7 separate regions of the Mus musculus genome follow, and all the other regions are linked to region 3. A link is a contact called in public HiChIP or PLAC-seq and promoter capture Hi-C data. All regions are on one chromosome and are shown on one strand. Each heading gives the region's core, a stretch centred on a gene start, on an enhancer-like site or on the middle of the called end of the contact. The rest is flanking DNA. Distances are from core to core; before and after follow the strand shown.

Region 1 (3,969 bases), core at 769-3,268, 1.1 Mb after region 3:
CCTCTCCCCTCCCCTCTCCCTTTCCCTCCCCTCTCCCCTCTCCCTCTCCTCTCCCTCTCCCTCCCCTCTCCCTCCCTCTCCCCTCTCCCTCTCCCTCTCCCTCTCCCTCTCCCTCTCCCTCTCCCTCTCCCTCTCCCTCTCCCTCTCCCTCTCCCTCTCCCTCTCCCTCTCCCTCTCCCTCTCCCTCCTCTCCTCTCCTCTCCCTTCCCCTCAGTCCTTCTCTCCCTCCCCACCTCTCTCCTTAACTATCCTGCAGTATGAACCATGGAAAAAGTCCAAAGGACAATAGGTCTAATTGTATTCCAAATTGCAGCCATAACCAATAACCTACAGAACTTCCTGAATACCTCTAACAGGGCAAGAGATTTACCTAGAATGAAAAAGTGGTTTAAGATCTTTTGAGTTTTATCAGTTGAAACCTGATAGAAAGGAATTTCCCAGGATTCCTGAGTCCACCACCAAGCGTTTCCTGACAGGAGTTTATCCGATGTTACTAGGGTGTGCAGTTGGGAGGGGGGCGGGGTAAGGTAATCAAGACTTTTTTAGCTACGATTATATGTCAGATTCCTAACCTCCCCTCTGAGGAGAGTTCGGTCTCCATGGGGAGACTGTCGATACAAGACTACAAACAAATTCGAACAATCTGAGGACTGTGCAAGACAGCACAGGTTTATGAAGTCCGGACACCACATGGTTTAGAAAACAGAACTGCAAAAGTAGGACTGAGGAGGGGAGCATTAATTATAGGCAAGCCGAAAAAAGGCGTTCCTGGCTCCTTAGGTCTAGAGTGACCACCGCCCTTGAGAGGGGCGAGGGGACGTGCAGCATTCATTCTAAGGCTATTGTTTAAGTATGGCTGACCGGACCAGAGGTTTAGGATGAAGAACACAGTGTGTAAAGGGGAAATAGGGTCCTGCCCTGTCAATCATGAACACTGACACGGGCTGAAGGTACCCCAAGACTTTCGTGCCACGGAAATAGGCAGTGTTGCAGATTTCCTCAGGAAAACATTGAAGGCAAAAAAGTGTGATCACACCCAACCCTTTCCTCTATGCCCAGCCCAATCTCTCCCACGTCCCCCAAAGGAAGAGAGCACCAGGTCAAACTCGTTTGTTTATTCTTTCATTCAACCAGCATTTCGCTCTCCTCGGGGGTCTTTGTTCAACCGAAAGGGAAGGGCCCTCGCCATTCCGGCAGCACCGAATATTCTCGTCTAGGGGTCCCCCTGAGCCGCCCGGCTCTGCAAGACCAAAAGCACCACCGAGGGATCTGGGCTGTAGAGAAAGCTCCAGGCCTACATTCCAACGAGGGCGCTCTCGCTGGAAGCCCGGGGAGACGCTAGCACCAGGGGTGGGGTGGTAGCAGGAGGGAAAGTGTCCACCAAGAGGGAACAGGGCGCCCCTGGGCGGCCTCGGAAGAACCCAGCCCGAGGTTCTTTTATTAAAGGTGTGTCTGGCTTGCTGGTCAAACGCAAACCCTCCCTAGTACGCTGTGGCACGTGCAACCCAAAAGTCTATGCCGACACGCAACTGCGAGCCGCCTCTCATTCACCACCAGGCTAGCACTGGAGAGTGAAAGCACATCTAGGTGGAAAGATCGAGAACACAAACCGGCCCTCTGGGCAGCGTGGCAGCGCCCGCCCAAGTTCTGCGGGAGAAAAAAAAAAAAAAAAACCCTTCACGTAAATCAAATCTTAAGTCACGGGCTGGGAATGGTTATGGGGGGGGGGGCTGGGAGGGTAGGGTACTGCACACTCGCCGGCTGCGTCCCCGAAACGCAGCGTTGGAGACCGGGCTGGGAGGGAATCTAAGGGATCCGGCTCCGTAATTACAGCAGCCGCGGGTGGCGGCCACCCACGGGGCTGCAGTGCCCCGAGCCGCGGGGAAGCGGGGTGCGGCTGGCCCCCCGATTCGGGGTGCGGGGCAACCGGGAGGGAGGCGGAGCCCAGGTGCTGTTGATACACAAAGGCGAACGCCCGCGCCCCGCCCACTGACGCGGCGCCCCGCCGCTATAACTCGCGCTCGGGAAGCTGCTCCACACCGCGCCACGCCGTCGCCCGCGCCGCTACCCCTCAATCTCCGCCGGAGGATCGTGATCGCCATTCCCCGCTCTTTTTTTTCATTTTTCTTTAATAATTAAAGAGGAAAAAAAAATCCACCTCTTCTGCCTGTTGTTGGATTACGGGGAAATTTTAAAAATTTTTTATTAAAAAAAATAAAAGAAAAGGACTCCGTCACTGTTACATTTTTTCCCTCGTTTTACAATTCTGGTGTGTGACCGAGACAGCCCACGGGAGACGCTGCCGTGAGGTGGGCCAGCTCGCAGGGAGAGCACCGAGGTGAGGCGGGGGAGGGGCGGCGGCGGGGACGCGGGCGGCGCCGGCGGCGGGAGCGGGGGCTTGCGGCCACCCGGCCACAGCCTCCCGTTAGGGGGAAGGGGGAATCGCGCACGGGCCGCTCGGCTGCTTGCAATCGGGTCTTGTGCCTCGAAAATAATCGTCCGGTCCGGGCGTGGGGCAAGGCGAACCGCGCGAGGGCTTGACAATCAATCGCCCCTCGGTATTGCATCAGTTCCTCCCGGGGTAGAGGAGGGGCGGGTGACCGGGTACCCGGGGCAGTCCCCGGCTTGCCGGAGGCTAGGCTCGGCGTGCGCCCTGTAAACAAGCCCCGGCTGGGGCAGGGGGACCGGGCTCAGCGCCGGGGCGGCTGGAGGGGCGCCTCGGCGGGCGCATCTTTGTTCTCGCGGCCCCGCCGTCGGTACTTTTCCGCCCCTCGCCGCGCCCCCGCCCCTCGCTCGCCTGGTACTTTTCCACTCGCCTGGCGGGGGATGAATCAGCCGCGCTGCGCCGCTCGGCGGCGTCACGTGGTACGGGGGGGGGGCGGGCGGGCGCGCGCCGCAGTCCTGACGCGCCGCCTTCTACCTTCGCAGGCAGCCTCGAGGGCCAGTGCGCCGCCAAGGACAAAAGGAAGCCCGCGCCGCGAGCGAGCCGCACACCGTCCGTCCCTCCCGAGCAGCATGAAGAAGACCGAAATGGGAAGGTTCAACATCTCCCCGGATGAGGACAGCAGCAGTTACAGCTCCAACAGTGACTTCAACTACTCATACCCCACCAAGCAGGCTGCTCTGAAAAGGTGGGAAAAAGAAATGTGCTTTGCAAATTAAAAAAAAAAAGCCAGCTTGCACACACGGGTGCCTCGGGGCTGGAGGGATTGCTCATCGGTTACAGGCTAACGCGCACACCCAGGAACCAGAAGGCTCACCCGAAGCCTCGGTCTCCCCTGGCTCACAGCCCCGGAGAGAGTAGCCTGCTAAATTACCCGGTTGTTACTGCATGACAGATGGTATTACCTTCGAGAACACCTAGTTCATGCATTAACTTAAGCAGAACTGAAGGGCTTTACATGATGTAAACTATAGTTTTCGTATCTTTCAGTTGGGTTACAACGGCCTTTTTAAAAAAAAAAAAAATTATGTGTTTGCAGCCATTATGCCGACGTGGATCCCGAAAACCAGAACTTTTTACTTGAATCAAATTTGGGGAAGAAGAAGTACGAAACAGACTTTGTAAGTTAACAGTACTGTTATGTGCTTGGCTTTATGGAGTCAAAGAATAGTGTTACTTTTAGATTTCAAATCTGACTTGCCCGAAGCTGGTTTTTCTCCTTTTAATTATTGTTATATGTTTGGTTATCGTTTCCCTCTGTGTAGCATCCAGGTACTACTTCCTTTGGAATGTCAGTATTTAATCTGAGCAATGCGATTGTGGGCAGTGGAATCCTTGGGCTTTCTTATGCCATGGCTAATACTGGAATTGCTCTTTTTATGTAAGTATGTGTAAGTGGTGCCTGCCGTGCAGGGCAGTTAATATGATAAACATATTCTTGGCTCCAGGAAAAAAAAAAAAAAAAAAAAGCAACTTGCGGTTCAAAGTAGTCGGTGTTAAAAATAATTTAAGCTTGAAAGTATGGG
Region 2 (3,976 bases), core at 437-2,936, 1.1 Mb before region 3:
TACTAATTTTTGTGCTTTATATATTCTATATAAATATATCTATTTTCTTTTTACAAAACCAGTTTATAAATGGTAGGGGGGTGTGGGGCGGACACATGGAGCTCCCCTTGTGGGGGGGCCCCCTCCATTACCCAACCTACCGCCCTTTCCTCCCCCCCCCTCCCCACCCCCTGGCTGTGACTGCTGTAAGGTGGGGGTATAGAGAGAAGCTGGGTGATTCTTACCCGGGTTGTATAGTTGGACTATGTTATAACGCACAAAGTGAGCTGGCCCCAGGGGGAGCCAGAGGGTGATGGTGCCCTTATCTTCCTTTCCCTTCCTTTCCCCCCCCAAGCTTGTGCTGCAGACGAACCTCTTCCTGCGGGTAGCGGTAGGGTAGAGGGTGTGTGAGGCCTCAGACCCCTCTCTGGTGGAGCGAGGGGATGAAATGACGCTTCTATGCAGTTCTCTCCTAGGGGCTGTGGGCAGAGGGCATTTTGTAATTACTATTTTCAAGAATCAGATTATCTGGATTGTAGAGATGGGCTGGATGGTGGCAAATGGGCAGGCCTGCTGGAGGGGTAGGGCGGTTGCTGTTGTGATTTTAGGTTTTTGTTTTGTTTTAAATTTGGGGGATTGTGGATTGATGGGGGTAGGGAGATTTTTGGGTTTTTTTTTTTTTTTTTTTTTTTTTTCTGGCCTTTTTTTTTTCTTTTCTTTTCTTTTTTTTTTTTTTAAAGCTGCTTCCTCAACTGTTTCAAGCTGCAAATGTTTGAGAATAACAACTCCCCCACACTCCCACGGAAACCATTGTAATTAGACTAGACAGTGGGAACCTGGGCTTGCTGTCCCCAAAGCCACAGAGCTGAACGGTCTAGGCATTAGGTGGGGGAGATGGTCTCCTGTGAGTCAGGCTCTGGTTGGGGTTTGGGCCCTAGAACTGGGAAAGGAGAAGGGGCAGACTTTGTAAGCATATGCTAGGTATCCGATAGTCCTGTAGAATTTAGTGAAGAAACCTTATACAGTTTTTAATTTTTATATAAACTATAACTCAGACCCACGCTACAAGGTTGGAATTTTGGTTGTTGTTGGTTTTTTTTTTTTTTTTAAAGTACCCTGCCTGTATAATTGCATCAGAATCCCACCCCCAACCCCGCCCCCTGTGTTTGTATTTTGGGTTGGTTTACACTTGCACTCAATTTTCAGTTTCTCCCTTTTTACCTTCTACCTTCACCTCCAGGACCCTCCCCCTTTAAAAAAAAATAAATCGCTGACAAGTGTGAACCCGTGAAGAACTTTCTTTTGTGTTGTGTGTATCCTGTACAGCAAGGTTGGTCCTTCGTGACAACGGATGAAATGGTTCCCTTTTTTAAAGCGCTCTCTCTTCCTCCACCCCCAGCGCCCCTGTCCTTGGCATGTTTTGTATCAGCGATCATTCTGAACTGTACATAATTTATGTTGCGAGAGGCAAAGGGCAAGTTTTGGATTTTGCTTCTTCAAAGTTTGTTTTTAAACGATAAATAAAAAAAGAACATTTTAAATACAAGTGCCTCTGTCCCATGACCCTCGCCGTTGGCCAGATCTTAAGGTCCTGGAGAGCTGGGAGAGGAAGGTTACCCAATAAACCAGGCTCAGCCACCGCCGGAAGGGTGGGTTCCCCGCCTTCCGCCCTGCGGCTGGGGTCTGACGTAGGCGGAAGTGGTGCGCGGCACCGGATGTGGGGCGGGGTCTGGCGCCAGGGAGCTTTCCAAGCTGAGGAACTGGCGGGCGCTAGCAATGGAGTCGGTGAGTGGCGCAGGAGGGCGGCGGGGGGCGCTGTGGAGCCGGAGACCCCCCGCTAGGAGCCGGGGAAGGCCGGCCCGGCTTGGCGCTGGAGTCCGGGACTCCCCTTCCTCTGCTCGGGTGGGCGCCTCTCCTAGGTCTGGGCCACACCCGTGCCCGCCCGCCCGCCCGCCCGCCAGGGGTCCGCGGTACCCTGAGAGATAGGGAGCGGGTTGTGAGCTTGGAGCCCCCTGCCCATGAGTGCCTCAAGTCCTTTCCGAAGTTTGCATGAGAGCGGGGTTGTGATCCCGCGTATTAGGTGAGCGAGCCCGGCTTGCAGGGAGCTCCAGGACCCCGTTTGTGCGATTGCTTAAGCAATTGTTGGCATCCTGCGAGGTTCCATTCCTTTACTAAGCCCGAGAATTGAATTTTCCGCGAAGGAAGGAATCCAGGAGGCCACTGTGTCCCCTGGACAAGTTTAGGTCGTGTCCTGATCAGTGACGCTGTGCATGCGTGTTGACAGCTCGTTCTTGGCGAGCACCGTCGGCTCGGCTCTTTACAGATGCGGTAGGTTTATCTGCTACTTACTTGTTTGACCGACCTCATTCGCAGGAGCTTTCTCTGCCACTCCGAAGGCCCTCCCATCGACTTCCTGCTCCGTAGTTTTTAACCGAGTATCTTCTGAGGGCAGCTTGGGGTTTGTCTTCCCCCACCATATATCCATGTAATACTTGCAGGTTCGCTCTTCTTAGAATTGCGTTTTCTTTGAGTCAGTTACTTGGCCTGGAGTAAATTCTCTCCCCCTCCCCCCCCCCCCGCCCCTTTGTGTGCAGAGGAATAGTGTAACTTAGTTTATAAAGAAGGAAGGATAAAGTGGTAAAATGGTATGCAGGTGGTCCTCTAACCAAGGATTTTGTTTTTCTACAGAGAAAGCATTCTCAGCAAAAGTAGTTTGATTACATTAAATTTAAAACAACACGTTTCTAACTTGTAAATGTATTATTTACATTATAAGTGAACTGTGAGTATATAGTTCTAAAGCAACTTTTCTCTATATTTACGAATTTAGCCCTTTGCTTTATATATACTGGAGTACAGAGAGACAGAGATGAGAGGTACCGGGAAGGCTGTTAGTTAAGGTAGACTGTAGTAAGTACTGTCCTTAGGGCTTTTTTTTTTTCCCCTCCCCTGAGACAGGGTTTCTCTGGGTAGCCCTGGCAGCTGTCCTGGAACTCACTCTGTAGACCAGGCTGGCCTCAGAACTCAGAAATCCGCCTGCCTCTGCCTTCAAGTGCTGGGATTAAAGGTGTCCTTAGGATACAGACACCTGACTAAAGGAAGGAGAAATTACAGTGAGCCTAGGAGCAGAGTTCAGCCCATGGCTCAGTAGTGTTGAAACTAGATTTTGATGATAGTGTAAGAAAAGGTGGCTAAAACCAAGTTGGAAGTCTCTCTCTCTCTCTCTCTCTCTCTCTCTCTCTCTGAGACAGGGTCTCAGTAGGTAGCTCAGATGGTCTGCACAGTGTGGCTATGAGCCATCACTCGCTTGGGCTGTGGGCTTTTATAGTAAGGGGGCCAGTGGGAGATTTATGAGCAAGGCAGGCGGTGTGCTTGAGAATATTCTTAACAGCTTTCTGTGAATAGACGAAACCACTTCAGAAAGGAAGTTTTGTTTTGTTTGGTTTTTCTTTTATTTTGAAGTGTAAGAGAGAGAGAGATAGACAGAGACAAAGAGTGAGTGAGAGTTGGAGTGGGGAGGTGCATGGAAGGAATGCAGAGGCAAAGGACCATTTTCTGGAGTTGTTTTCTTTCTACCCTAATGTAGATTTGGGGATCAAACACAGGTCACCTGGCGTATGGGGTAAGCTCTTTTACTCACTGAACCACCTTCCAGGCCTTGGGAGGTATTTTCTCCAAATGAGCTACTTTGGCTAGAGAACCTGATCAAAGTCTAAAGCAAGGAGGCTATAGGTGTGGAGCAGGGAACGATGCTGGCTAAGGCGGAGCACTCTGGGCAGGTGGAGGTGTAGCTTACAGGAGGGCTCCTCACTTTGCATGCCCAAGGCTGTAGGCTCAGCACTGCCTTGGGCATGCACTCATTCACTGAAAGTTCAGGAAAGCTTACAGCTGGTGCACGGTGAGCAGCAGCTGGGAAAACAGACAGGTTTGGGGCATTTCTGACCTCAGAACCTGACGTACCTCTAAGGGAAGCAGAGCTACAGTCCCAGGCACTGGA
Region 3 (4,012 bases), core at 672-3,171:
TTTCCTGGTGTTCCCGATGCTAGCCTGACTCTACAGAACTGGACTGCTGGTGTATCCATGAAGTGTTTGTGAGTGAATGAGTTGCCGCTGCTGCCTGCTGAACTGAACTGCCCATTTCCAACTTCCCCCATATCCTTTCTTTCCCACTACCTCTGGTGGCTGATGGGCTAAAGGCAGGTTAAAGTGTTTAAGAACCATCATTAAAAAAACCATCATTGCCGGGCGGTGGTGACACACGCCTTTAATCCCAGCACTTGGGAGGCAGAGACAGGCGGATTTCTGAGTTCGAGGCCAGCCTGGTCTTCAAAGTGAGTTCCAGGACAGCCAAGACTATACAGAGAAACCCTGTCTCAAAAAACAAAAAACAAACAAACAAAAAAAACCACCCCCCCCCAAAAGGCATTAAAAGAAGTAGTCACAGGTCCTGCTGCATCTCTTAGCATCTTTCTCCCCTGACCTAAGTGGGGCAGCAGGAATAGGAAACACCCCCTTCCTACTCCACAGTTAGTTTCAGAAAACTCTTTTGCAAGACCTACTAGGGCAGATCCAGCATCCTGACTGCGGCCACCATTTCACCTACAACTGCACATGCGAGACACTACCCACCCATCTCCTCTCCTTTTAAGCCAAGTATACGAGCTATTCTTCGAATTGTAAGGCAGACTTCTTTCTAGGTTTCCCTCTTTCCTCACAGGGGCAGAGAAATCTTCACTAGTGTGCCTCAAAGGGTGGGCACTACAGACGACCTGTTTGTTCAAAATGTTCATTCAAAGCTCAGACTTTCCATTTCATGCCAATAGGATGGAACCAGAATTTGAGGAGTTAAACCAGTCGTGCCCTTGGGGAGAGAAAAACTGTTGAGACACACACACATTTAAATTCAGTTTTTAAATGATGGTTAAAGTTCTCAGTTCTGGGTGGAAATGGGCTTAGCTATGCTGGATTTAGCCCTCTCTCCCGCTTCCTGGCTTAATGGCAGTGGGAAAGAAGAGAGGAGGCTAGAAAGCTTTAAAACGCTGGGGTGGAACCTGTGCCTTCTTCTAGACCCTCATCAATGTCCTGAGCAATCACCGGGCGCCACGGAAATCACCGTCCCTGGTCACAGTCTGTCCACTAGGAAGCAGGAGCGAGTGAGACGAAGTGCGAAGTGCCGGCCATCTGTGCGGAAGGGGCAAAGAGGCCCAGGGAGGAGGTGTGCTCTGCCTTCACCACCTAGCCGGGCATAGGGGAGCATTTGGGGGGCGGGGCATGGCCCCAAAGCCCAGGCTGTCTTTGAAACTCTGCAACAAATCCGAGTCCCGGCACAGTAAATCCAACCACTTGTCTCTCTCTCCATCTGGAATGCAGTCCCTCCCCGCCAGCCTCAATTTCCCCACCCGCGCCAGTGTATGCGTTTGGGAGGGCAAAGGTGGGAAGCCAGGCAACGAGATTCCCCCACGGGAAGGCTGCCCAGTTCCAGCCCCGGGCTGCTGGAAACCCTGAACCCAAACGGGAGGCCGGACGCCCCAGGCCAGGAAGCGGCCCCAGCCCGGATTTCCCTCCCGGGTGGGGCCGCCATGACTCACTCCCTCCCCCTTCCCTAGTTTCCTTGTTTGCATTTCTCCTCTTGGCCACGTGGCGGCGGGTGCAGCCATCACCGCCCCTAACCCGGCACCCGGGCAGCTGCAGGGGCAGATACCCTAAGGCACTTCCTACCCGCTGAGGCTTCGGGACAGGAGCTTGAACCCACTGACGTAGTCTCGGGTAGGGACTCCATCAGCTGTTGGTTCTGCCCCTTCCCCTATGCCCACCCCTACCGTAAAGCTCGTGCCTGCTCCCCGCCCCCTCGGCCTGTCCGGGGAGGGGAAGGGGCGGGCAGCGCAGGGGGTGTGACAGCTCCCGCCCGGACCAGTGCCAGCTGCAGCTTCGCTTGAACGCCCTGTGCCAGCTGGCTCTTACATCTGGGACGGAGGCGGAGGCTTGGAGTTCTTAGCCTTTGGGAAGGGGTGGGGGCTGCCCCACACCCCCAGCCCTCTATTCACCCAGGACAAACCCTATCTGCCTAGCCCTGCATCTTGCTGCTCCAGGCAACCTGTCTGACTAGGGGCTGGCCCTTCGCTGCATCTCGGGACTCACACTCATACCGCTCCAGGGATCCTGCAGCCTCTTGCTAGGGCGAGCACCGCGGTGTGAGCTGGAGAAGAAACATGAAGGTAAGGTGGGCCGGAGTCAGGGCCAAAGAAAGCTGCTGGAAAGGGCGGGAGAGGAAGCCGACACGTGGGGGAGTTTGGGTGGGAGAGAGTGGCGGGGAGGAGAATTTGAGGAAAAGCTGCTTCTGGGGATCTAGTGTGTGTACAAAGGTGGACATGCCTTCAGGACATGGGTAGTGAGGTGGGGCCGAATTCCAGCCAGAACTGAGAAGAGCCCCATCGTTGTGAGTTGAGTGGAGACCCCTAGGTGCGCCAAGCCAGCAGGACCCGGGGCAGGTCTTCCTGTCCCTCCCCCGGCTCCTGGCAGGGTTGCCGCACCTCCGCATGACCAGTCCAAGTCCAGAGGACGCTAAGCCAGGGGTGGTAGTGGGGAGGTCCAGCTCCTCCGGCCGATGGCTGTCCTCTTTCCTCCCCACATCACAGGTCAGCTGGCCAGGTGAGAACCACTGGCAGGTGGGCCCAGCTGTGGTGGAGAGTCCAGCTGTGGGGGCACCGCAGGTGGGAGGTCTCCCGGACGTGGTTCCGGAGGGCACGCTGCTCAATATGGTGTTGAAGAGAATGCACCGTCCCCGCTGCTGCTCTTACCAGCTAGTGTTCGAGCACCGGCGCCCCAGCTGCATCCAGGGACTCCGCTGGGTGAGTACCGGCCATCTGCCAGGCTGGGTCAGGGCTGGAAGAGTCGGGATTGTAGTGCTGGTGGGCCAGGCAGCTTTCTCCAGAGCAAATTCATCTGGGTGAAGAGAAGGCATTGAAGTTTGGTGGCAGTGTGTGTTTTGCTGGTCACACAATGAGCCTGTATGCCTGTATGCCCCGTGTGTATGGCATGCTGCGCTGCCCCATTCAGCCACCGGTGGGTGAGCAGGAAAGGGTTTTATCATTTATCCATCACTTCCATGTGCCAGGCATGGGCTTACATGTTTGAGTTCTTTCTGTGAGGCAGTGGGAGATGTGGGGCTAGGTCAAATGGGGGTGAAATTAGCTTGGTTACTGTTCCTGACACATCACCGTGGCAACGGTCTCCTTTTGTGAACAATTGAACTGGGCTGAATCTGTTTTTTGGCTCCTGGGGTGAGGTATTTGCGTGGATAAAGCTTGGCACCGGCCACGGGGGACTGAAGAGGTTTCAGGGTGGAGAAGGACTGCTGAAGGAAGCCAGTGAGAAAGACAGGGCTAGGGAGGGGGAAGCCAGGAACCAGGCTCCAGGCTCCAGGAGTCTTCTCTTTCCAACTACTGGGCACAACAGTCCTGTCTGTATGCTCTCTCTCTCTCTCTCTCTCTCTCTCTCCCTCTCCCTCTCCCTCTCCCTCTCTCTCTCTCTCTCTCTCTCTCTCTCTCTCTCCCTCTCTCTCTCTCTCTCTCTCTCTCTCTCTCTCTCTCTCTCTGTGTGTGTGTGTAGGGGGCAGAGGGTACTGTGTGGACGGTGGAGAGAAGACAGGAATGGGTGACAGTCTTAGAGAGGATCATCTCTCACCAGCAAGTCTTTTTGAGTAAAAAAATATCATCATTGGTTATCTCCTTTTCCTACCTTGTCCAAACACTACTTCCATTTCTAATAGAGGACACTGGGCTGAGAAAGCCCCAGGTGGGTCTAGAGGAGACCCTTGGACACTGGAGTTGAGTCCCTGCTAGCCCCTCTCTCCCTGCGTCTTTCTGATAGGGGCGGGGATGGGAGGGGAGGCTTGTCCTACCCCACAACCCTACACAGGCTCTGGGTCAGTCCAGTAGTTCCTGCTGCAATCTAGCCGGCTGGAACCCGCCCTCCCTTTCAGGCTATAATTACTTGTGCATTTCCTGTCCCCTTCCCAGCTTGGGGAAGCTAGGTA
Region 4 (3,959 bases), core at 665-3,164, 2.0 Mb after region 3:
GGCCAGAGTTAGTTCTCTAAGTACCGAGCAACAACCTGAAGTAACTGTTTATAAAGCCGGGCAACCCGGCCTCCCAGAAGACTCGGCTTCACACACGCGGGTGGAACACCTCCGTGATACATCTTCTACTTTAAAATGGTTTACTTTCGTTGTTTGAGGTTTGCCTTAGATGACGTTGGGGCCTCGTGTCAAAGTAACTTTCCTGCTCTGAATTTTAAAGCTAAGCAAAATTTAACAGAAATTAACATGGGCGCTGATTATGCTTTAAACAACTATACAACGCTCCCTCTAGTGAGGAGTCCCGAAGAGAGAGACTAACCAAGAGCTTTAACACTACAAGATTGGAGGCAGAGGTTTCAATTGCAGTCCTCCATTTCACCAGCGCCTCCTCTCCCACTGTTGGATTTAGAATTAGTTCATAATAGTCTATCAACCTACTTCAGTAAACCTTCAAGAAGGCTTATAATTCTGTAGTAACATAAACGTTCATAGGTTTGGTAAAACGTCTGGGACAAAAACATAACTATGATCCACATGAAATTCATAATTCAATAAAGGACAACCAAAAATTGCCAGGACCTGCTTAAACGTTGCCTGTCCAAACAGGCTGTCTGCTATCTAAAGTATGAATCTAAATACTGGAGGCTACAGTAAGAAGAGGCAGAGGTAGTTAACTACATCGGCTGTTTTACTTCGTGGAACAAGCATGAATTACATGGGTCAGTAAAAGCAAAGCCAGCCTACTGGCAGGGTCTGAAGACAACCTATGATGCCTATCATGTAACAGAGGCTAGACCAAATTAGATTTTCTTTCTAAATTGAAATCTGAGGGCAGCAAGGGCTTACACTCAGAGCCTCTTGCTTATGTCAATTTCTATTCCGGCTGGATCTCACTTGAGTGCCTCACTATGACAGACAAGAATATTTCCCTAAGAAACTAACTGTGCTAATACGAGTGTAACTTTTTAACGCTGCTCCCGTGGGTGGTATTTTATGTAAACGGTCACTTAACTGTTCAGTCTCATGAGACAAGAGCATCCTACATCCTTTACCCAATCAGCCGCCAGGTGCAGAGCCTTAACTTGCTCAACTCTGGGAAATCAGAAACTTCTACTTGACAGTGTGAGGCTCCAGGAAGGCTAACCTGGGCACACTTTTCTCCTCTCCTTAAAAAGGAATACTATTTGCTCTCTCCACAAAGAGGAGTGCCTGATAAACCGCTGTCACAATGAAAGGCCAAGGCTAAATCGCGGCGTGGAATTCCCAAGTTCGTCTAGACCTGGGAGTTACCAAATTCCTTTGATTGGTCTGTGAGCAAAACCTGAAAGGAAGGAAAAGCCACACCCAACTCCTAAATTTACTTTGTAAAGTGTTTGGAGGCCTTGAGAGGGAACATTTTGACATCCAGGAGGCCTGATGGAAACGTGCCACGGTCCTCCGCCCGGCGTCGCCCCGCGTCCCTGCCCCGCGCCCGCGGCTCCAGCCCTTTTGTTTGTGTCTCTGCGGGCTGGTGCAGCGGCGCAGCCTGTGGCCTCGGAGAATCCGGCTCAGGTGTGTCGTGAACCCGGGAGCAGGGGCCCCCAAAACACCGCCCGGAGCGGACGCAGGAAAAAGACCCGAAGTTGCTTGGGAGGTTCGGCTTCCGCGCAGAGGCGTCCGCCCCGGATCCCCCTTGCCCTGGCCCCGGTTCCGGCACTCACCAATGTCTCCATCCTCATCGTCGTCCTCCTCCAGCTCCATGTTCAGCAGGACCTTCCTAGTCATCATCTGCATGTCTCCCGGAGACCGTCACTCGGCTGCTCTCGGCTCCGCTCGGCTCCGCTCGGCTCGGGCCGCAAGCTCCGCTCTGCCCTCTCGGCACTGCCCCGCTGCGCTCCGCCCGCGCTCTGCTTCAGCAGGCGCTGCTCAGCCTGCGACTGAGCATGCCCAGAGGGACGCCGCCGCTCCCGCCCCAGATCAAACCGCCCCGGCTGCGAGGAGCCTGGGAGGAAGTCGGGCTGGGGGGGTTGGGGGAAGGGGAGTGGCAGAAGCCGGGCGAGCCGCGCCGCGCCTGCGGGGAGCGCTGCAGCCGCAGAGGCAGGCCGGCTTCTATGAGCTCACGAGGGTCTTTAATCTGCAGAATGACGAGACGTTGCAAGGTGCCCGCTTAGTGTGGGGGAGGAAAACGACACACGTGCGCACGGAGAGCCCCTGTGCCCCCGCCCGAAGGAGCACATGCGGGGAGTGGTCGCGGGGTGCCCTCCAAGCCCCGGAACTAGGCCGAACAAAACACGCCATAGCTACGTGTAAACTCTTTAATAAGACAATATGGGAAACTGTAGTACCAGGAAGGACAAAGAAACGAAAGGGGGAAATGACGGTAGAGAGTGAAGGAATGCCGCCCTGACAACCCAAGGACTGGGGCGCAGATGCGGCGGGAGTACCAAGTCCTTGGGTCTGCACAGCTGCTCTCAAGGACGCTGGTGAATGGTGGCTTCCCTGCAGTGCCCGGGTTGTCGCTCACTCCCTGGAGAAGCACTTGCCTCCTGAGCCCGTTCCTAGTCAATGTTCAATGACAAGACACTACTACATCCACTGTGTGTTTTATTCTTTTATATTCTTACCCTTTTCCTCTTTCGCCTCTCAGATGCTAGGAGTCCAGCCCAGCACCCCTGGCGTGCTAAGGGAGTACTCTCCACTTATCTATAGTCCCAACCTCATAGTTAATGTTCTCACTTGAAGGGAAAAAACATTGCGATCAATAATAACGCAGGAATTTAATCACGAATATGCACTAAAGGACAGTACAAATTAGAGAAAACGTCCAGGAGACGCTCTCCTTGCTCCTTAAGCTCCGGTTTTTACCAAAGAAGACTACTTGTAACATGAAAAGTAAGTGCAGAACTCTGGAGATCTTGAGAAGATGAGGAGACTATGAGAGGGAGAGAGAGGAAGAGAGGCCGGGACCAGTAATGCTAGCAATGACCCCTATGGCCTGAAATGCCATCTGCGACCTGTAATACCAGTTATGACCTATAATGCCAGCCCTCCAGAGGCCGAAGCAGGGGGACTCTGAAGCAAAACTCGGCTTCAGGACAGACTGGGAACTGAGAAGGGAAGGGAAGGCTTTAGTGAACTCTCGGTTCCAGAGGTGTGTGGGTTGCAGGAGGAAGTTTCCATCTTCATTTAGCCATGGCGATTTTCGTGCGCTGAGTCCGCTGAGTCCGGTACTAAAAGTTTTTACAGTGGTCGCTTCATCTCTGCCTAGGAGTTACTGCCACTGTTTCACCTGACCGCCCGATAGGTGAGCATCTTGTCTGCAACCACAGATAGCCAGTGTTGGGGTGGCCCTTTTACTATATGCACCTCAGAAAGTGCCTCCAGAGGCCTTTCCACCCACTTCTTCCAACCCACCCGGTCTCATCACTGACCTGCTAGGTTCTCTCAGCAGATGTAGAAGTTCTGGATCTTCCGACCTAAAGCTACTTTATAGCTCGAAAATTCTTGGGCTTGATTCTGACCTAAGTCTCAGTGAGTCACTTGGAAATTGTAAGAGATTTTATAGATGCCTTTTGCTTCTTGCTTGATAAGTGTTACAGAGCCATTGTGGTCTTTTGTGTAGACATGACTGTTGCCACAAGGAAATTGAATTACTTAGGCCAGCTGTGCATCTATTGTTAGTACACCCCATTTGGTACATTAATGCATTTCCTACAGTTTTTTTTCTCATGCATTATTTTTTTTCAATCGATCAATATATGCTGCAAAAATAATCTAAGTTATAGTCCTATATAGGAGCCATACTCTTAATCCTAAGGGGGGGGGGAATGTCTGTGTAATGCATAGTTTGTGAGATAAAATGCTTGCGGCATTATGTGGCCAGTATTTGTGTTTGCAAGGCTTTTCAAAGTCAGGGTCACAAACCAAATACTTTCCTACTCATTTGTTTTCAGCCAGGATGCTCTCTCTGCCCAGCCTTC
Region 5 (3,960 bases), core at 156-2,655, 1.1 Mb after region 3:
ATGGGCGGGGGCGGGGGCGGGGGCGGGGGGGGGTTAGTCCAGGTTAATTGAGTCTGCTACTGGCCCATATACCTATTCAGGGTAACTTATTCAGTCATAATCGTAACAAAATCGTAAATTTTGACTTCCTCTAGGAAGAAAGGTAAAAAGAATGGACTTTCGGTGTAAACTTAGAGTGTTACTATAATACATAAGTTTTTCACACAAAGAAGGAGCAACAGGACAAAAAAAAAATGGGGTGGGGGGTGGGGGGAGATGCTGTGTTTGAGGAAGAAACTGCCCTTCTGATTGCAGTGACCTTCCGGTTTCCAGGCATGTTCAAGAACACACCTCCCACTTGTTTCTTTGGAAGCCAGTGTTTAACTCACCACGACCATTTACGGCCATTGGAAGGGAGCAAGAATACCAGCCACTAAAAAGCTTAAATCTTGGTTGGCCCCCCACTTTCCCAGAGGAGACTGAAAATCTGTAAGCACCGCAAAACAGCATTCATTACTCAGCCTCTTGAAAGGCTCCAGGTAGAGTCATTTTTGAATCATGATTCAACCGCCATTTCTTGTTTTGATGGAACAGTGATGGCTAACATGTTGATGGCTAACTTTATGTTTAAAAATCTCTGTGCTTAAAGCAAATTTCGACCTCCAAATGTTAAGCGCTACTAGGGGTTAATCTTTATTATTATTATTATTATGGTTTTTTTTTTAACTGCTGGTTCTGCTTCTGTAAACAAGCTTGCAAGAGAACAGATTGAAGCTTTGTATTCTTTGCCTTTGTAAACCCTTGGCTGAGGTGTCTGGGTGCTACATTCGGAATTCCATCTCGGCGTCAGTGTCTGAATAAAATCCTCTTGGTTAAAATTTATTAGTGGTCAGGCTGATGAATCTCCGGCCGGACCCAAAACAGGAGCCATCCGGATGAGAGGGACTCAGGCTTCCACGCGGCAGACTCCGTGGTGGTGGTGGTCTCATTGGCTGGTGTGTAGGTGGGATTTCCTGTCGCCATTTTAAGGAGAAGCGACTGTGCCAGCCAGTCAGTTAAGGGGCTGCACTTCAGACAAAGAGTGGGGCAGGAGAAGTAACCCGAGGCGGATATGGCTTTCAGCCTGTTCCTTTTTCCAGGCCCAGCAAGGGTAGAGTCACGTGGCCGGGGCAGCAGGGCTATTGGTGCAGACCCCTTGGGTTATTGTCACACTCTGAGTCCCAAGGGGTCCCCAGAGCTGCTCTGGGGGGGGGGGGGGCGGGACTGTAGGTGTCCAGGTTTCCAAAGGTGTCCCCGCGCGTCCCGTAGTCCACCACCGCCCCTGGGTCGCGGGGCTACCCTCACGCTGCTCCCTTCCCACAATGCAACTCCGTTCGGTGAGGCCCTGGCGTACCCCAAGAGACGGCCCCCTGCCACCGCCTGGGCGAGTGAGCCGCTCCACCTCCAACCCCGAGGGTGCGGGTGCGGCAGCTGTGGCCCCAGCTGAGGCCCCGGGAGGGCGCAGGCAGGTGCCGGGAGGCCCGCAGCCTCCGTATGCTCGGGTACCACCAGCGCGTTGTTCGCGCATCCGCTCGCACTGCCCTTCCTGGATGCTCGGTGTCCGCCAGCCGCGGTCGCCTTGCGGTCTGGTAGCCCAGGGGGGAAGAGGAGCAAGAAGGCGCGGCGACCAGCGGCATGTGACCCGCACTGCTCTACCGCACACAGCTCAACTCCGCCGGCGCGCGGGCATGGAGGGATGATGGTCTGAAAGGCCGCGCTCCCGTCCCCAAACTGCCGAAGAGAAAGGGCGACGCGCCTCGCAGGAGCCAATGAGTCAGGTTGGAGCCCCTCCGCGCCGGGCGTGTGAATGTAAGTGCTGGCGGGCAGAGTGTGGGTGGGGGGAAACTGATGCAACCAGCCCTGGGAGGAGGAGGAGGAGGAGGAGGAGGAGGAGGAGGAGGAGGAGGAGGAGGAGGAGGAGGAGGAGGAGGTGGTGGTGGAAAAGGAGGAGGAGGAGGAGAGCTGTGGCCACGCCACTCTTCCTGAAGGTCGCCGGTAACCCGGCCTTTTACCTTCCTCCGAAACCCGCCACGCGGATCCTCCCCGCCCAGTCTTACAGACCTGGGGCCACCTTTCCCTAGCTAGTCCTTGACACAAAAAAGGACATCTAACTGCCGGGGACGGCCTGGAAGGGCGGACACTTTGGTGGCGCCTTTCCCTTTATTTCTCGAGGTAAGGTGCTTTTGGAGGGCAGAGGGAGCGGCGACTTGGAGGGAAGGGGAGTTTGAACAGGAAGGGAAGGAGGTAACTCAGACAGCCTCCATGTCTCGTGGACACGGGCAGAGCGTCGCGGCGCCTTTCTAGAAGGCAGGAGTCCGGTGCCCTTCCCTGAACGCAGGGACTCCAGATACCGCCGTGGCGTACAGTACCTTACTTTGTAGACCTGGTTTTATGGTGATGGAGTGTGCCACCAGATCTGGTGTCACTTTCGCGAATTAGGAACCAAGCATGCGATGTAAGGGGCATAAGGTACACCGAGGAGTGAATCAGTCTGCATCTTGGGACTGGCCGGCAGCGGAGCCTCGGAGACCGGCTCCCCAGCGCGGTAAACAGGTGCACGTTGGCTGCACCTCCACGGGCTCGGCCCCTGTCTCCGTTCCGGTTAGTGGGATGATGCTGGCAGTGACTCACTTTCCTCTCCCTCTCTGGAGGCTCTCTCCCGAATGAAGAGCCAGTGATAGGCTACTTCCTCTAGAGCCTGGTCCGGTGGGGCGGGAGAACAAAAGGCCACTGCTTGCGCAGGACCCTTGCGCCCTGGTCTCCCCTCCCCCGCACCTGGCCCCAAACGTTGCGGCAAAACGCTTATAAACTGGTCCGCTCCACGCGAGGAGGAAAACGCGCGGAGATCTCTTGTAGCCCGTCTTCATCTCTCCCAACCCCCGCGACAGCCCGGCTCCGGGTGCGGGACTGCTCCGCACCCTCGCGAACAGCGCGCGGATCCCGGTGCATCGCCCGCCGCTGGGTTTCGGCCCAACTGTGCTCGCACTAGACTCGAGTGCATATGGCGGCAAAAGGAATTTCGCGGTAAGCGCGTCACGCCGCGAACTGCCTTTCACAAGCTGCCTCGGGCCGAGGAAGGTGGCGCTTACTCCAGCCCTTTGTGTCTCGCTCTGCGGCGTGGACCCGGGTTCTCACCAGCCTGTTCCATCGGTGGGAAGCACACTGGCTTGGGGATCGCGTACTTGTCTCAGACGTTTAGACGGTGTCGTACGTGGAAGAGAGGAAAGGACCCACTGCTAGAAAACGGTACGCGTTTGCAAGATTTAACACCTCCGCGGTTTTTTGTTTTTTGTAACTTAAAAAGAATACAATGGAGTGTGTGTGTGTGGGGGGGGGGCGGTAATTGTATGGTTTGCAAAACGCGGGTCTAGCAAGGCTGTAATTTGTCACCTTGATACAAGAAACAGTGCTGCAACTCGTGCTTTTTCTGACGTCAGAAGGACAACGGAAATAAAACCTGAGCTGGCTGGCCTCATTGTCAAATAACTCACCCTATAGGAAACTGGCAAGTCCCGCCACTGCACGGGTCTGGTATGGCCGCCTAACCTCTGTCTTAAAATGACTTAAATGACTCTGCTGTTGGGTTACTTAGTTCTCAGTGAGTGGCTGAAAGCAACGGAAATGCGGCCTAGTTTGATTGCGGTTTTGATCTTAATAGGGATTTTTTTTTTTTTTTTAAAGAACAGGTGTTGAATAATTAGGGATGCTGTGTAGCAGGCAGCAACTAATCAGATCAAGTTCCGGCTCCTGTGTAATGTCCATTTCAACAGGAAACAGACTATGGATGAACGCAAACAGAAATGCCAGGTGTTCAGGTTGGGAAGACATGAGACAGAGTCATGTGAACCTGGAGGATCCTTGTGATAGGCGACCCATTAGGAGAGGTTGTGTGAGGGGTGGCGTGTCTTCCTTTCTTAATGAGGAGAAATAATTGTCTATGGG
Region 6 (3,812 bases), core at 884-3,383, 1.1 Mb before region 3:
TTTTATCGTGTGTGCTTGTGTGTGGGAGCATCCTGGATCTTTGAAGGTCAGGGAACAACTTAGTTTCAGTTCTCTCTCTCCACTATGTGGGCCAGAGGGATGGAAGTCAGGCCTTAAGGCTTTGCAGTGAGTGCCTTTTACTCTCGGGGGGGGGGGGGGGCATCTTATAGGCCCTTAAAGCTTTTCTTTTCTTTTTTAATCTATGGGAAAATGTCCCCTTTGGTTTGCACTATGGGTTAACTTCTCAGAGTGACTCCTTGGGCGATTTTTTTCTTGTGTAGCCTCAGCCTTTTCACTTGTAATATGGAGATAATTCCACAATGTTGGTGAGGAAAGGGGGGGGGGAATATAAAGTATCGAGTACATAGTTAATTTGTCTCAACCTGCTTACTCCATGTATACAGTCTGTGCAGAAAGGTAATTCTAGTCTTCCCTCCTTCCATACTTGGGAGTGCGGGAGCTTGCCAAGGGTCTTATTCAGATTAACAATATTCCAACCAAGTAGCAGAGTATTTAGCTTAGTTTAAGGAAGAAGAAGAAGAAATAAAAGACAGGTTTAGAAGATTTTCGGGAAAATTAAATATGGGGTGGGGACACTCTACATTGATGTTTTGGTCGGGAAGTGGTTGTTTGGGGATCGCGAGGACACCGACAATACTTCTACTCCAAAGGGTCTTGGAGTTAGAAGACCTGAGAGTCGTCCAGCTTTCTTCCGGCCCCCAAACGTGGCAAGAACCCACCCTTTGCAGCGCCAGGCACGGTGCCTCACTTTCTCCATTTGCGGACTCCAGTTCCCAGGATGCAGAGCTGCGGCCAATCTCCAGGCTCTCTTTTCACCCCCCACCCCCCCTTGGCAAAGATTGTCCCCCAGCCAAAGAAAGGAGTTCCAAGGGTCAGTGACTTTAGGGAACAGAATTAAAAAGTGGCCAGAATCCTAGCTTTACCACCCAGAAGGTAAAGGAGGCAGCTCCTGGGCCGTGGCGAAGAAGAGGGGGGCTTTATTCCCACGTGTCTGCCCGGCGGCCAGCCTGGCGCAGTCGGGGTTAATCTGCAGCGGAGGGATCCCGGAGCGTGTGCGTAGAACTGCAGAGTCACAGCCTTTCCTCCAAGAGGGCTGTACCCCTCCGCCGCCCCGCTCCAACACAAAATAGGGCCTCCTCTTCTCCTTTCTCCCCTTCTCGAGTGGGGTTCCCCAGGCAAAAGGGCCCCCTGGATCTCGCGCCGGACGCTCCACGAGTCTCTACGATCGCTGCCCAGCTCCAAGGCGAGGAAAGAGCCTCTTCGCAGGAACCACCCTACCGGCCGAGCAGGAGGCGGAGGGGGGAGGCGGAGCGGCGCCGCGCTGCACTACTTTCCTCTCCGGTTGCAAATGGCTGCCTCGTTCCCCACTTTCCGCTCAGTTTCCTGACCCCCCGGCGCCGGGAGCCGGGGTTGGACCATGCACCTCTAGACCCCCCGCGATCAGTGCCTGCCGGGGGTCTAGGGGGTGCCGCTGACCACAGGCGGCCAGGCCGGGGGCGGGGCAGCTCCCGAGGCCAGAGGGGAAGGGAGGCGAGCGCTGGGCCTGGAGCGGCCGGAGGGGAGCGGGCAGAGGGCTCGCACCGCCCGCCCCTTCCTCTTCCTCGCCCACCAACCCTCCTCCCTTCCCCGGGGGGAGCAGAAGGTGGGGGGCTCGAAGCCGCCGAGGGGGGACGCTCGGGGTCGCGGAGCCCGGCGCTGGGTGTGTGTCAGGTTCGGCCCCGCCGGCTCCGCGTCGCCGTAGCTCGCGCGGCCCCGGGGCGCCGGCCCGGCGGGGAGAGGGGCTCGGCGCGGCTGCGAGGGGCTCACGTTCCATCCGGGCCCGGCGCGCGGCGCGGCGCGGCGCGGCATTCCTTCCGGGCTGCTGGGGAGGCGCCTCGACGTTCCATCTGGAGAGCCTCGACGTTCCGCCCGAGCCCGGCGCGGGCGGCCGGGGCGCTGGCCGGGCCCTAGGACTGAGAGGCCGCCCCGCGACGCGGATGCGGAGCCTGCTCGCCCAAGATCAAAGCCACCGGTGCTCTCTTTGTGTCCGCTCGGGATTCGCCGCCCTGGGGCTGTTCATGGAAACCTAAACTGCTGGAACCTGAGGCAGAGAACCCCTGTTGGATTTTTGCTTTTTTTTTTTTTTTTTTTTTTAAACCCCCGGGGGAAGGGTGACCACTCCGACCTGGATTTACCGTTCTTGGTCTCCCTAAGCCCCCCCGAGTGGGGGGCGGCTGTGCTCGCTCTGGCGGTTGGAGGTCGGGGAGCGGCCCGGGCTCTGGCCATGTTCTCGGATGAGGATTTCTGGATCGCCCTGTGAAGAGGTGAGTGAAGTCCGCCCGGCCTGGGCCCAGAAAGGGTTGGACTAGGGGCACAGCCAGATGGACTATCTTGGCCGGTGGCTGGCCTTTAGGTTGGAGAAAGGGGTGCCAGAGCTGGGGAGGGTTCCTTTGGCAGGGTCTGTCAAGGGAATCTGAGCCAGTTGCCACGGCAGAACCGAGGCCTGGTTTCTTGGGGTGTGCCTCTTTAAAGATTGGGGGTTCAGGGAACTACAGGAGTTTGGGAACATGTCCAGATAGCCTCTCTGCCTGTTTATTTTTGTGTTGAGGGAGTTCGACCAAACTAGGACCCAGGCCCTGATGCCAACACCAATCCCAGGCTGTTGTCCCCCACCCCCACCCCCAGGGTTCCTTGGGACAGAGCAACTTGGTGGGGGGATGCCACTGCCAGGTCCCACATACTGCCAGATTGGACTTTAATGTTGTTCCTACCTACCTGGGCACCCAAAACAATCCGTGGGAAACTCAAGGAGCCCTGAGTCCTTCACCCGGGAGGTGGGGGGGGGGGGGGAGGGTGGGTGGAAACTGGTGCGATGAAGAGGGGAGCTGGGGCATGAAGGAGGTGGGGCTGGGGCAGCTCTGCCCCTGCTGTTCAACTTAACTACTCTGCCTGGCAAAGTGACCCCAGCAAGGCCTAGTGGTGTCTTAGCCTGCTTCGTTTCCCCTCCTCTTGGGATGGACATAATCTCCGGGGGATTATAGAGGAGGCCGTTGAGATCTGTTCTCTACGAATGTGGGCTGCAAAAAAATGGCTTTTGTCTCTTGCTTTCTCTGGGCCTAGTGTAGAGTTAGCTGCCCATGAGTCCCTGGCCAATCCTGAAAGCCCCCGCCAGATCTCTACAATGCTTTTCTGGCTACGGAATGGTAAATAGTTCTCAGGTGCTGCCCCGGCTCTGCAGAGTAGGCTAGCTTGTGCCTCTTTGATGGAGAAATGACTTTATTTGTGCTCTTTTCTGCTGGAAGCCAGTGTTTCCAGCCCTGGTAGGAGGTGCTGGGGAGAAGGGGTGTGTATCTACAGCAGGAAGGGTGCAGCATGAGCCTCCCGCCTCAGCCTCTGGGCCCCGGGCTGGGGACAGCCTCTCTCACACCTGTCATGTTGCCCAGCAGGGATTTGGCTAGTGCATTTTGCGCCCTCATTCCACCCCCTCCAAAATACATTTGCTAGGTCTCCTTGAGTATTGTCTCAGAAAGGGGAAAGCAGGGGGTTTGCCCTTGAAAGCTTTCTGAGAGTTGGCATAGGGGTGCGGGGTAAAGTGAGCTGTCATCTATGGTCTCTGCCTCTCTTGTCTGCTCTTAGATAGCATCCTTAGGTGAGACTGTACCTTGTTAGCTCTGGCTGATCCCCTAGGCTACCCAGGGACAATGTGTTACCATTTGGATCCTTCCTAGAGGGCTGACTGAAAATGGGGGAGGAGAGAGGTGTGGTTTGATTCTCTAGCTGGGAACCAGGAAGTCCTGAGTCCCACTGAAGAG
Region 7 (3,994 bases), core at 815-3,314, 1.2 Mb before region 3:
AAAGGCCAGGAATCAAGAATGCCAGGGCTACGCCAAGAAACGCTCTTGCAGGCTGAGGTTGGAGAGAAGGAGAAGGGAAGGAGGAGGAGAAATCTCGTCACCGTGAAAAGGGGCTTTCTTAGCAACACTCCCTTTTCACGCTACTTACTAGTTGGTTTTCTTAGAAAAGTAATCTGACTTGGGCATGGTGAGACATACCTGTCCCTAGCACTCTGGTGGCCAAAGGAGGAGGCTGTCATGTTCCAGGGCACCCTGGCTACAAGGTAAAAACCCTGTCAACAAAACAAGAAGAAAAAAATGTGTGTGTGCCTCCCCGAATTCAATCCCTAATGCCTCAAGTCCATAAATAACACACAAAACCAAAAGGATATTTTAACGTTGTCCCTTTAAAAGAAAAGCATTCCAAACTGCTCTTCTCTGAGCTAAGCCTGGAATTAAGGCGAAGGGGCTTGGCTCAGGCCTCGAGCCTTGTCACATTCCACAAACACTTGGCCCATCTGCTGTCTGACTGATTTTCAGACCAGAAGTCACATGTGGCTTCAGCTCTTGACAGCTGAAGTTGTCTTCTTGTGGAATTGGAATTTCAGTTTGGGACTGGTTGGGATGAGTTCACACACACACACCCTAAAATCAGGTTCTGTGGGTTAGAGAAAGCTCTCTGAGCCAGGAGGGATAGGCGGACATTTTAGAAACAACACAGGCTTATTTGTTGGAAACTGCCCCCAAATCAGGCTTGTTTCATGTCTAGTACTGCTCATTGCTCGTGTGTGTTTTGGTTCCTACTAAATTTCATCTGCCCGCTAAGTATCCGCTTGTATTGTGTTTAGAACAATGGAATATTTGTGTGCTTCTGTGAGAGCTACACAGCAGGAGACTGGCTGCCCGCAGCTGCCCCAGCCCTCAGACAGCCCTGAGACCAGCCTGGTTAGCCCTCCTGGAGACCCTTCAAAGGCTCCCTTTCACATTCGAGGCTCAGCTAGAACAAATAAGCAGATGTCACCGGCTTATCTTTACGTTTGTAAGTTTAAAAAAAAAAGTTGATAAAATTTTTCATAATATTTGAAAAAAATATTAATATTCACAAATTGTGAATATTCATAATTCTGCCTTGTGTTGGTTGATGGCAGCTACCCCTACAGTGGGCATTAGCAAAGCTTTTAATCTCGGGGTTCGAAGTTCCCAAAATATGTTACCTCATATTTTAAAGAACCTCGATTTAAAAATCATAAGCGCTTTTGGGGACAAGATCTGTTTTGCACTTCATATTTTCCACACATACGTCGAGGCTTTAGACATGCAGCAGATATCCATGGAGTTCATGAGTATTAGCTAGATGCTCTGGCACACGATGGTAATCCCAGCACTCAGGAGGCAGAAGCAGGAGGTTCAGGAGTTCAAAGACAGCTCCCACCCCCACCCCCACCCCCATCCTTGAAGGTCTCAAAAGAAATAAAGCAACTAAGAAAAGCATTAAAGAGACAGCGAATGTGAGCTCATGCCAAGTTTAGGCCACACCATCGGCACAGTACAATAACGCAACATCATTTACTCCAAAAATACCCTAAGTGCTTTCCAGTCATAGATTATCTCATTTAGAAACTCAGGCTGCGGGGCTGGAGAGATGGCTCAGCGGTTGAGAGCACTGACTGCTCTTCCAGAGGACCTGATTTCAAATCCCAGCAACCACATGGTGGCTCACAACCATCTGTAAAGGGACCTGGTGTTTCTGAAGACAGCTACAGTGTACTCATATAAATAAAATATATAAATTAAAAAAAGAAAGAAAGAAACTCAGGCCGCGTCACAGGTGCGGCTGTGAGGGTTAAAGGGGGCTGCACTTGGAAAAGACCAGATGTCACTATCACCCTTTTTTTTTTTTTTTTTGGTTTTTCTGTATAGCCCTGGCTATCACCCTATTTTATATGTGACAAAGCTCACTCACACAAGAAACACCGCTAATCAACAGTCTTCCCGGCTGGCATTCTCCAGTTTTGTTACTGTTGTTTCTGTTTTGTTTTGGACAGAGTCTCCCGGTGTGGGACAGACTGGCTTCTTCAGTCTCCCAAGGGTTTGGGTCACAGCTGTGCATCCCCGTGTCCATCCTCCGGGACTTTCCAGGCTACCAACCACACCCATAGCTCCATTCCTTAACCACCCTCCCTCGAGCCACAGTGACGTGCTTCCTCTGAAAGACCATCCCAGAAGTGAAAGCGCTCAGTACACCAGGTTTGCGATTCGTTCCCTGGGCTACCTCACTTCGTGTTTACAACATCGCCTTTGTGAGTCGGCCACTAATACCTCAGGTGTAAGGAATAAAGGACTGGAGAGTGGGGGTTAACCACCCGGAGGCAGGGGGCTAACGATAAACGGTGAGAACACAGCGCGCCTGCGCTGGGTCTCTGCGCTTACCGTGCTGCTATGGGCCGCCTGCTTCTCTAGTTCCTCTGTGTTGTTAGTAACACTCCAGTCAGCCATAACGCGTGTGCCTGTTTCAACCCGCCCCGTGAATACAAACCCAGTTAGATGTTGGCTTGTGCCATGAAGTCATTTCAAGAGCTGAGTGAAAACAAGGGAAAGGTTCTGATGCTAGCCGCATCAGCTGGGAGGAAGAGGCAGAAACGTTTAAAAGGAGCTCCACAGGGCACAGAGAGGAAAAGGACAGACAAGTCAAACAGAAAATACAGCATGGCGCGGTTCCTGTTTCTAAAAGTCACACAAAACAAATGACACACTTATACACATACATCCGTGAAGACCGAAGGAGAAATGTTGGTAACATTGGCTCTCTGGACCGGGGCCTGGCTTAAAGTGACAGAGTAGTGACATTTTATAAGATAGTTTATTAACATAATGGGTATGTAAGAGAAAGAAGAACTGGGCGGGGGCAGAGACGTTGTCAGAAAATAAAAGATCAGAATAAATAAATCTAATAAACATTTAAAAAAAAGAAAAAGAAAATAAAAGATTACCCCCTTGCTGTAAAGGTTGTGGCAGGAACACACTAGGCTAAAGCCACTGGTCTGTGTCCATAGAGACAGACAGATGTCGGCTTAACCTCTCATCGTGAATTCGATGGTTTTCAATATTTAATATTTCTTACTTCTACCAAAAAGGTTCTCACATTGTGGCTCTCGGAACTGGACCAGCCTGGGCGGGGGAGGGGAGGTATCGGCTGTGTTTCTTTGTGTTGTTGGACTAATTTCCTTATCTACCAAGAGGAGAGGCTAGAAAGAGACAGGCTCCAGAGAGTGGTGTGAGGATTAAATGAGAGAATAAATGGACAATAACTCAGGCCACAGGGACATGTGGGCCCCAGCCCTCCCACTTCACCTGATCTCTAACTTTATCTTTAAGATAATTAAATGTCCCTCTCTGAGAACTTTTGTTGTTCATTACTAATGGCCTACATCAACGCCAAATTAAACGAATAAAGCCTTGGAAATTTGGTATAATAGCTTGACAGACAGGCTTCATGGATTTGAAGCTTTACATTGTGCAAATGTATCTTTCTAAGCATTAATAGTATGGTTCATCTATTAATTTTAAGAAATATATTTTACCGGATTTAAAAAATAATACATCTCTCTTCCCTGAGACATTCAATTTTTTTTTTTTTTTTGAGAAGTCAAATTTTTGATGTGAGAGACCAATCACCCAGATCAGAGAGGCCATTTAAAGTACAAATCAGCCGGGCGTGGTGGCACACGCCAGGGGCAGGCAGATTTCTGAGTTCGAGGCCAGCCTGATCTATAGAGTGAGTTCCAGGACAGCCAGGGCTACACAGAGAAACCCTGTCTCAAAAACCTCAAAAAAACAACAAACCAAAAACCAAAAAAAAAGTACAAATCAAAAACGTAAATAGTTTTGCATCTTACAGCGTGTTTATTTACGACCCCAATAAAACTTAAGACGCTTGTGAAATTTCAGTAATGAAACCCATAAGCCTTGTATAAAGAGGATTTCAAAGATAGAGAAATGCTAGTGTCACTGGTAT

Evidence for each region. Promoter capture Hi-C pulls out the DNA fragments that hold promoters and counts their contacts. HiChIP or PLAC-seq counts read pairs in DNA pulled down with a chosen protein or histone mark.
Region 1: an HNF4G HiChIP or PLAC-seq map of pancreatic cancer cells shows a contact between it and region 3. The contact joins the promoter of Slc38a2 here to the promoter of Rapgef3 in region 3. A contact is called at or near these places in 9 of 39 promoter capture datasets (the 3T3-L1 cell line, the C10 cell line, embryonic stem cells and 4 more), 1 of 115 datasets of contacts at active chromatin or transcription factors (pancreatic cancer cells) and 2 of 9 other capture datasets (adipose tissue and liver).
Region 2: a contact with region 3 is called in a promoter capture Hi-C map of pre-B cells, with 4 times the contacts expected there. The contact joins the promoter of Prkag1 here to the promoter of Rapgef3 in region 3. A contact is called at or near these places in 3 of 39 promoter capture datasets (the 3T3-L1 cell line, the C10 cell line and pre-B cells).
Region 4: a contact with region 3 is called in a promoter capture Hi-C map of pre-B cells, with 2.1 times the contacts expected there. The contact joins the promoter of Ano6 here to the promoter of Rapgef3 in region 3.
Region 5: a contact with region 3 is called in a promoter capture Hi-C map of pre-B cells, with 2.4 times the contacts expected there. The contact joins the promoter of Slc38a1 here to the promoter of Rapgef3 in region 3. A contact is called at or near these places in 4 of 39 promoter capture datasets (the C10 cell line, cranial neural crest, hippocampal neurons and 1 more) and 1 of 484 Hi-C or Micro-C datasets (B cells).
Region 6: a promoter capture Hi-C map of pre-B cells shows a contact between it and region 3, with 2.5 times the contacts expected there. The contact joins the promoter of Kmt2d here to the promoter of Rapgef3 in region 3. A contact is called at or near these places in 2 of 39 promoter capture datasets (the 3T3-L1 cell line and pre-B cells).
Region 7: a contact with region 3 is called in a promoter capture Hi-C map of pre-B cells, with 3 times the contacts expected there. The contact joins the promoter of 4930578M01Rik here to the promoter of Rapgef3 in region 3. A contact is called at or near these places in 3 of 39 promoter capture datasets (the 3T3-L1 cell line, embryonic stem cells and pre-B cells).

Annotation. Positions count from the first base shown.
Region 1 is chr15:96,697,777-96,701,745 of GRCm38.p6, reverse strand. Slc38a2 (solute carrier family 38, member 2) reads left to right here and starts at 2,018. Exons shown (of 16, transcript NM_175121.4): 1 at 2,018-2,338; 2 at 2,929-3,131; 3 at 3,483-3,564; 4 at 3,709-3,824. The coding sequence starts at 3,016.
Region 2 is chr15:98,829,218-98,833,193 of GRCm38.p6, reverse strand. Prkag1 (protein kinase, AMP-activated, gamma 1 non-catalytic subunit) reads left to right here and starts at 1,686. Exons shown (of 12, transcript NM_016781.2): 1 at 1,686-1,764. The coding sequence starts at 1,756. It overlaps Kmt2d (lysine (K)-specific methyltransferase 2D), which reads left to right. Exons shown (of 55, transcript NM_001033276.3): 55 at 1-1,525.
Region 3 is chr15:97,765,575-97,769,586 of GRCm38.p6, reverse strand. It overlaps Rapgef3 (Rap guanine nucleotide exchange factor (GEF) 3), which reads left to right and starts at 1,921. Exons shown (of 28, transcript NM_001177810.1): 1 at 1,921-2,192; 2 at 2,613-2,825. The coding sequence starts at 2,187. Rapgef3os2 (a long non-coding RNA gene) reads right to left here. Exons shown (of 3, transcript XR_384421.2): 2 at 1,696-2,919; 3 at 750-1,212.
Region 4 is chr15:95,788,798-95,792,756 of GRCm38.p6, reverse strand. It overlaps Ano6 (anoctamin 6), which reads right to left and starts at 1,914. Exons shown (of 20, transcript NM_175344.4): 1 at 1,701-1,914. The coding sequence starts at 1,773. The region is part of intron 1 of A130051J06Rik (a long non-coding RNA gene); the gene reads left to right.
Region 5 is chr15:96,640,358-96,644,317 of GRCm38.p6, reverse strand. Slc38a1 (solute carrier family 38, member 1) reads left to right here and starts at 1,405. Exons shown (of 16, transcript NM_001166458.1): 1 at 1,405-1,827.
Region 6 is chr15:98,869,526-98,873,337 of GRCm38.p6, reverse strand. It overlaps Kmt2d (lysine (K)-specific methyltransferase 2D), which reads left to right and starts at 2,133. Exons shown (of 55, transcript NM_001033276.3): 1 at 2,133-2,324.
Region 7 is chr15:98,984,035-98,988,028 of GRCm38.p6, reverse strand. It overlaps 4930578M01Rik (RIKEN cDNA 4930578M01 gene), which reads right to left and starts at 2,064. Exons shown (of 4, transcript NR_045991.1): 1 at 1,943-2,064; 2 at 199-272; 3 at 1-52.